Linked DNA regions of Mus musculus: region 2 is linked to region 1. The links are chromatin contacts, called in public HiChIP or PLAC-seq maps. All regions are on one chromosome and are shown on one strand. The core of a region is the stretch at or near the end of the contact, and the rest is flanking DNA. Distances in the headings are between cores, read along the strand shown.

Region 1 (4,023 bases), core at 1,043-3,542:
GCTTTCTCTAGACAAGGTGAGGACAGCCTCTGTGAACGTGGTACCCGTGGAGCAGGCAGTCATGGTCCTGGCTGCTGGTGTGTAGGACAGGTGATCCATGTCTCAATTTAGTCACTAAAACTGTCCTCAGCAAATCAGGACACTTGGATACTCACCCGTGGCCAGCTTGGGTAGCCCTGGTCTCATGACTCCAGCTCTTTAAACCTGCCCACTTGCTAGGGCTGGTACCACTTCAGGACAACCCAAAGGCTCCTGTGGACAAGCCAAAACAAAGGAGACCTTGGCCGAGACTGGAACAATGTCACTTCTTCCCACTGGCCAGACATCTTCAGCCTCAAATCTCACCTCATTGCTTTAGAGCAAGCCTCACTCCAGGCTGCTCCATTTTTTTCTGGATCTTGACTTAGGTATGTTGCCCATTGTCCAAAACAAGCTACAAAGCTGAGCCCCAGGTTAAGAGGTATGGAAACTATTCCGCTCCACATGGGCCATGGCAGGGCCATGGAAATGGAGAGGAATGGTATTTGGGGCCAGTCATTCCAATGCAACCCACAGGCTCACCCCAAGCTCCCTCTGCATGGAAAGATGCTGGACTCTATCCACGGGTGATGTAAACTTCCTGTCTCCTGACTCTTCCCAGGGAAACCTGGTCCTGGGACCTGACCCTGGCTCAGCTTCCCCATCCAGCTCCTTCAGCACACATGTTCTCAAACTCTCCCTATCCCTCGCTCCTCCTCTTTCTCCTCCTCTCCCTCCTTCCCTTCCTCTTCCTGTCCCTCCACCCAGCAGAAGCATCTGGAAAGGGAGGGATGATCTTGCATCTGCCTCTTCACTAGACTACCCTGTTGCCAAGGACATCTCCACATAGCAGGCTCTGCCTCCCTCTTGCCTGGCAGAGTCTGCTGATCCTGGTTCACTATCTAGCATCGTGCCTGTCACCCTCGAACCCTGTACTCTGGCTGCAGTTCCCAAGCATCTATAACCCATATGTCAGCTGAGGCCTTTGGGCCCTAACTATTTGGGCAGGCATGGCTTCAACCTCTAATTCCAAGCTCTGAAAAAGGCAACAGATTCCTGCCCCTAACTACCTCCGACTCCTGGAAGGATCTTGGACACCTTTCTAGACCAAGCCTGTGTCCCAAGAGCTCACTGTCTACTGGTATATAATAAATGTCAGAATTATATTGAGGCCATCAAGGCAAGGACGACCAACAACATTACGAAACTCAAAGCCTCACAGCCCACAAGATACCTCTCTGGCTCTGTTTTCTCATCCCTCCCTCCCCTCCTTCCTGGCTCCCTCCCACAAGACCCACCCTGCAACTCCTATTGGGTCCATCTGCTGCCTCTTGAACCAACGTGAATCTCTGCTTCAGACTCTGGAGGAATTGAGGGAAATGATTTCCTCATCTCATTCCACATCAATTACTTCTGACCATGCCTTAGGTCCCAGGGCCATGTCTGTCCCCAGCCACCCAGCAAGCTTCTGGGCTCTGGTCCCAGTCAAATGTAGGAAAGCAAAAACCATGAGCAGACCTTCAAGGGAAAGAATTATAAAAGAGTCTCATCTCTTTAAAGACTACGCAGCTGACTCACACTGCATCCTGAAGTTTATAGCACTGTCTCCACAACACACGGTGGGGGCTGGGGTTGTAGCTGGCTGACACCCGCCAACCTGGCTCCTGAGGCCCACCCACAGTTAGCCCCTAGCCCTGATCCACAGACTTGGAAGCCAGCAGAGTTCACACACTGAAGCCTCTCCGAGCCTGGCTGTCCCTTCAGAAGCTGACCCTGCCTGACAAGTCATGTGTCGTTTTAGAACCCTGCTCCTTATGGGGTAGTCTCCATGGGCTGGGGACATTAAGGAAAATACAAGAAATGGGAACGGAGGAGGATTCTGAATCCTCTGAAACATGCTACCCTAGAGGGAGATACTAGATCCCTATTTGTTGAGCTTAAGAAATGCCAGCTGATTTCAACACACTCCTCAGTAAGTCCCTGATTAAGAAGGCAAGACACTGTCACAGGAGACACATGCCTCATCTCCATGCCAATGCAGTGGGTCTCTGGATAAGCCCAGCTGATGGCACATGTTTCTTTCCCTGGCACAGACAAGCATGGAGAACAGATACTACTAATGCCCACTCCTCGGGCCTCAAAGCAGGCAGGGAGCCTGGTAGCTTCCATAGAAGGGCACAAAGGTTCTGCAGCTGTGCTGAGGTCAGGGACAGAGGCCTGGGCTCAGCAGAGAGAGCCAAGTGCCTGGTCCAACTGCTACCGCTGTGAGTTGGGCTGCATGCCGGAGGCAGACGGTACAGGGCCAGCCAGCCTTTCATCACTGCCTGGGCCAGGCCTGCAGTCTGCAGCGTGCCCTCCCCTCCCCTCTCACCACAGGCTTGCTCTCTCAGCCTCCATCACTGCCTCTTTCTACTCTTTCTTCCTCTGCCTCTCTTATCCTCTCTAGGTCCACCCACTTTTCCTCCTCCTCCCCCCCCCCCCCCACTCTGTCTCTGTCACCTGTTTGCCAGCCTCTTTCTACCTCTGTCTGAGTCAAAGTTCAGGGGAATAGGAGAGAAGGAGGTCGAGTTCTAAAGAAATCCCAACTAAAATCACGCAGAAACCTACTATGGTTTGTGACTCTACCCTCAAGTTTATTTTAATCACGAACACACAGTGCAATGCCATTGAGGGGTGGGCCTTTACAGGGTTTGGTGTTTGTTAGGGAAGACCCTCATGAATGAGACTGTTTCCATTATAAAAGAGGTTTTGGGGAGGGGAAAGGGTTGCCTACCCCTGTCACCAAAGGACATTTGTAGAAGGTACTGTCTGTGATGTTAGAACTGGGTCTTCTGCAGACATGGAGCCCACCCAGGCAGCAGGCTCTGCTTGGTGCCCCTGGGCAAGGAAAACGCTACAGTATCAGGTTCATACTGGCACCCAAATCATCTTTTGGGCTCTGTTTCTGCTTTGACAGGGCTCCAGTGCATACACACAGGTGGATTTGGGGATCTGCTGCATACCCTGATGTTCCCTATGGGCAGGGGCAACCCAAAGAGAGGGCCAGGAGAGGTAGAGGGTGTAGCCAACTGTAATCCCTGGAGGGCAAAGTCAGAGCTTAGCCTGGGATGACTATCAGTCGCTTGTCACTGTAACAAATGACCCTAGACAATCAGTTTAGCAAAGGCAAGGGGTCATTCCAGCTACTGTTTTCACAGTGAGAGTGTGGCAAAGGAAGGTTTTCACCTCGTGGTGGATAGGAAGCAAATGGGCAGTGGGTGATACACACACTCAGTGGTGTAAATTCTTCCCATAAGATTCCACATTTTGAAAACTGTACCACTTCCTAGTAGCACAATAGGATGAGAAATAAGCCTTCTCCACACCTATCTTTGGAGGACAGCCTACATCCAGCCTGGCATTGTTTCAATACAGATGCTTACCCGCCAAGGCTCATGCATGAAGGGCCCGGTGACACCTAGACAACATTGGATGGCTCCTTCTCCCTCAGTGGATGCATCTAAAGCTGCATGGGCCACCAGGAGGTGAGGCCTGATTGGAAGAAACACGCCACTGGAGGCACACTCTCGAAGGGCCTGCCTCCTCTCCAGTCCCTTTTCTGTCTGCTTCCTAACTGCCATGAAGTGAGCAGCTTCTCTACCACAGGGTGTTATCCCTGTGTACTGCCCCTATGGTCATGTGATCATGGACTGACACCTCTGGTATAGTAAGCAAAAATTGTTTCTTTTTAAATTTGATTTTATAAGGCATTTATATATACGTATAAATTATAAAATTATTATACATATGATATATATTGTTATATATCTATACCATTTATATATGTGTGTGTGTATATATATATGTATATGTATATATGTGTGTGTGTATGTAGACACACACACACACACACACACACACACACACACACATTTCTTGAGCAATAGAGGCAGAGAGGCTTCCAGAAGCTTCATCTGAAGCCCTTGGTGTTTGCTCCAGCCTAAGGACAAGGGGAGGAAGTGAGCA
Region 2 (4,023 bases), core at 498-2,997, 670 kb before region 1:
AGTGCAGAGCCAATGTCCTGGGTGGGTATGGGCTCCAGACACACATGGGAGACCTGTGGGTAGACGGAGGCCTCGGGGCAGATGATGACGCCACCTGCTCACTCAGTACAGGCTCTGCATTCCGCCCTGTCCCTCCCTTCTTGCCCGAGCTGCCAAGGGGCAGAGGAAGGACAGCCAGTGTCCTACTGTGAGACAGGAAGAGAAGGGCCATTTCCTATCCAGGTGAAGCTGTGCCTCTTCAGCGGTTGCCCCAGAAAGACAGTTTGCTCTCCTGTGTCTCTGAGGACATAGCTAGGATCCTCTGTACCAGTGGTACTGGGGAGAGCAGTAAGCACGGCATGCCCATGACTACTGAAAACTAAAGCATACAGGAAAGACACACGGACTGGTGACTGACTGGGTCCCAGGAAGTGGGTCTGAGGGGATATAGAAGAGCCAGGTTCCCCACATCTACCTCTTCAAGATCTTTCTAGCAACTACTCTCACAAACAGGTACTATCACAATGTCCTTTAGGGCAAGGAGGGGAACAACGGGAGAGGCCCCGAAGACTGGAATGCAGAGCCCTAGGCACCGAGCTCGTGACCGACCCTAGGTGTGCCTCCCCTAGGGGCAGGGACAGGCCCTGAATCTGCTTCTTTTTCTGCACCTCCCAGAGGAGATCAGAGGAGGCAGAAGCAGCAAGGCTCTAATTTGGGGAACCACCTGGACACCTGGCGTTGTTCGGAACTTCAGAGATCAGCTTTTGGGGGCCAATGAGGATAGGATCCAGTTGGGGTACAGGGGAACAGAGGCTGGATCTCAGCATCTAAGACAGTGAGTACACAGGGTCATAGGAAAGGTTGAACCTCACTAGTCTGGGTTGGGCTTGAGCTTGAAAAGGAGCAAATAAACCAGAGGGAGCCAGATCTCTGGGCAGCTTGGCAAGGTTTAGATACAGGCCCAGGCTGCTCAGTGCTTTAAGATCCAGGAACTGGGAAGGACCAGATGCAGGGAGGAGCCTGAGGAGCAGTCTGGAGAGCAGGGAGGTAAGAGACAAACAGAGGCTTTGTCCACCCTGCTGCCAGCAGGGAATGCACAGTGAGACAAGGAGACTCTGAGGAGCACAAAACATTTCCATGGCTAGAAGGCACCAGGGGAGAAGGTTGTGTGTGTGGAGGGGGCAGTAGAGATAGGAGGGGTGGCTTCTGAGTCCCTCAGGCCACCAAGGATGGACTCTGAAGTAGCCAGGAAGAGACCGTCAAGAGACAAGGGATTCCTCCTTCACACATCCTAGGAAGGAAAGAATGCAAGGAAGGGCCATTCCTCCAATAAATAGCTCAGTCACGCATTTCAGGTGCACAGGGGACGATGACACAGCAGCAGGATGAGTTAGGCACTTCCTGGTGAGTCAGAAAGCTACCAACATGGCCACTCTAGTCCCCCGAGCACACCTACCTATCTCAAGAATATGTACCAACATGGTGTGTTGATCGTCTCAGCAGCCTGCTCTCCTTACACCTTCTCTACTACAAGCTCTGCAATGCATCAGAGCAGGCCCACCCATCATGTGCCTGTCTCCCAACGTGTCTGTCACCAACCCACCCTGCTTTGGATAGACAGGATAAGCTGAATGGAAGCAAATGGGGCCAGGAGACAGGCTACCCAGGGGTTAGACATGAGACTGGAGCGGCCCCTTGCATAGTCCTAGCACTTGGCATAGCATTTAGTAAGAACTACGCAGCCAACACATGACTAACAGGTTGCAGTGCGGCACAGACAGAAATAGCTCGGTACATGAGAGTATGGGAGACGGTCAGTCATCAAGCACTCCATCTGAAAGCCAGGCTGTAGAGCTGGTGCAAGGCCCCTCCCGGACTGCAAGCCAGTCTCCATGGCACTGTCACCAGATAAAACCTATCACAGAGTCCACTGACACATTTCATGCCATGCATAGCCACGGACGGCTAATGAGACTTTATAAATATAAGCCTCTTACAGAAACAACAGCGTAGGTGACTTAAGGACAGCTGCCACCTTCATGTCATCTGTCCTGGCACCAGTGCTGATGGTGTCTGTACATCCACTATGTGGTACCCACAGAGGAAAGGCCACCTCTTATCCCTCTAGGTGGGGCCAGATCACACTCTCACCTTCTCCTCTTTCATCTCCCAAGCACAAAGTCTTGGTCCCAAAACCAGGTGGCTGGGAGTCTCTAGCCTGGGCTGGCCACTCTAGAACGTATCAGGGATTCACAGGCCTCGGCTCACCCCTTCATTCTGCGTGTGAAATGGTGAGACAGCAAAACTCCTCTTGTTTACAGACAAGGATCTGAGGATTCTCGAGGCAATAGACCAGGCTTAACTGTGGAAGCTCACAGGAGAAGCATCAGGCTTCCTCCCTCCTGAGGTCAACATTAAACAAATTCAGATTCTGGCAAGTGGAGTATCCTGCAGGATAAATTCACTGGTTTTCCCTGTTGCCTTCCTCTGAAGGCCTTCCAAGGCTGAGACATCTGACAAACAGAAAACGAACCTGGTCCCTTGTGGGTCTGTCTTTCCCACACTCTAGGAGAATCACATAAACATACACAGATGCTCAAAGCTGTCCACTTGGCACCTTTATGTTTGATACTCCCTGGGGTGGGCAGTGCCATCTCTGGCACCCAACAGTGGCCACATCCAGTGCTTCTCTACAAGGCTGACCTCCGACCCACGTTTCACCTTGATCTCTACCTACTCCCGCCTCATCTCTTGTGCCAGCCTATTGAGGCTCACCCTCTGTAGGGGCACTGAGCACAGGGCCTGTCCACACAGACCATCTCTGAAAGGCTCTTGGCATTTACCCTATTGTGCCCTGAAGGGCGTGGGAGGGCACCAGGAGCCAGGCCTCCTGCTCTCATGGCATGGCTCCCTTGTAAGAGTCAGTAGGTTGGACTTGTGTCCTGAGGAACTGAAATGTCTGCAGAGCTGTCTCTTGGCTTCCTTCCTGCTGGCCTCTGTAGGGGGGCCCCAGCAATGGAGGAATGGTCCCACTCTCTGCCTTGGGAGGAACCCACAAAGGAACCCCGTGACCATGAAGGAGATTCTAGTCTTGGGCTGGGGCAGGTAGCTCTGAGTCACTGATCCGGTAAAGCAGCCTTAGGCTCTGCAGGCACATTTGTCTACAGGAAGGGTGGCCATTCTGACCCTACTCACCCTGCTGCAGTGGATGGGGAAGATCTGCCAGCCACCACGCTTCCTTCCCCCACCCCCTCCCCAGCTACTTCACACTCTCAGTTTGACTCCCATGCCTTGAGGTCTGCCCAAGAGCTATACTGTATTGGAGGAAGGGGGCAAGGGGTGTGGGTGGATTCAGAAGATCAGGACAATGACCCTGCCACTGGTACCTAGGACTTCCCTTTTATGTCCCTCATCTGGGACATCAAACCCATCACTAGGAGACACTGAAGTACCATCCTAGTTTCTCATCTGAGCTGAGCTCAATACCTGTGTGGCCAAGAGTGGCTTTTGTCCCTTTCTAAGTTCAGGAGGGTGTGTGGGTAGGTGGGAAGAACTTGGCAGCCTTAGCAACAGGGGGTCAGGACTTCTTGGTGGTCACAGGGAGCTGGACTTTGGTGGTGCTGACAAAAGCCCCTGGTTTTCTGTGGAGGAAGTACTCCTGAGGAATTGCCACACTCTTGCCAGGCCTTTCTCAGTAAGGTGTTGGCCTAAGCTTCTGGTTTTCCCAGATCACTCTCACCTTCTGTTCCCTGCTTTGCCAGCCCCGGCACTGTGTGGTGTGAGAGGCAAGATGGCAGAAGCTGCCTGCTGACACACTGGCTGGGAACCCTTCCATTTATCCCTCATTCTTATAGAAGCTTAGGCCCCACAGGCCAGGACTGGTCAGGTCTGGTCCCCTAACTGCTCCTCAGGCTGGGACAGTGTGTGCTTAAAGAATCCTATGGAGTGACCCAGCCTGGAGTAGCTTCAGGCTACTCCTCCCACCTCCACCCCTGCCTCTAGAACACTCCCTCTTCCCAAGGGCTCTATGGGTGACAGAAGCTG

Evidence for each region. HiChIP or PLAC-seq counts read pairs in DNA pulled down with a chosen protein or histone mark.
Region 2: an H3K27ac HiChIP or PLAC-seq map of oligodendrocyte precursor cells shows a contact between it and region 1, with 10 times the contacts expected there. The contact joins two enhancer-like sites. A contact is called at or near these places in 1 of 484 Hi-C or Micro-C datasets (bone marrow-derived macrophages), 5 of 115 datasets of contacts at active chromatin or transcription factors (embryonic basal ganglia, embryonic stem cells, oligodendrocyte precursor cells and 1 more) and 1 of 9 other capture datasets (embryonic stem cells).

Annotation. Positions count from the first base shown.
Region 1 is chr14:24,958,465-24,962,487 of GRCm38.p6, reverse strand. Gm32068 (a long non-coding RNA gene) reads right to left here. Exons shown (of 5, transcript XR_383267.2): 3 at 156-252. Among named protein-coding and RNA genes, the nearest start is that of Gm32068, 10 kb to the right of the region's middle. Within about 2 kb of position 2,292, at least 76 of the 459 cell types and tissues checked have an H3K27ac peak or open chromatin away from gene starts, as enhancers often do. A contact at or near this core is called in oligodendrocyte precursor cells, where this site is marked.
Region 2 is chr14:25,627,780-25,631,802 of GRCm38.p6, reverse strand. The region is part of intron 6 of Zmiz1 (zinc finger, MIZ-type containing 1); the gene reads right to left. Among named protein-coding and RNA genes, the nearest start is that of Gm45915, 26 kb to the right of the region's middle. Within about 2 kb of position 1,747, at least 53 of the 459 cell types and tissues checked have an H3K27ac peak or open chromatin away from gene starts, as enhancers often do. A contact at or near this core is called in oligodendrocyte precursor cells, where this site is marked.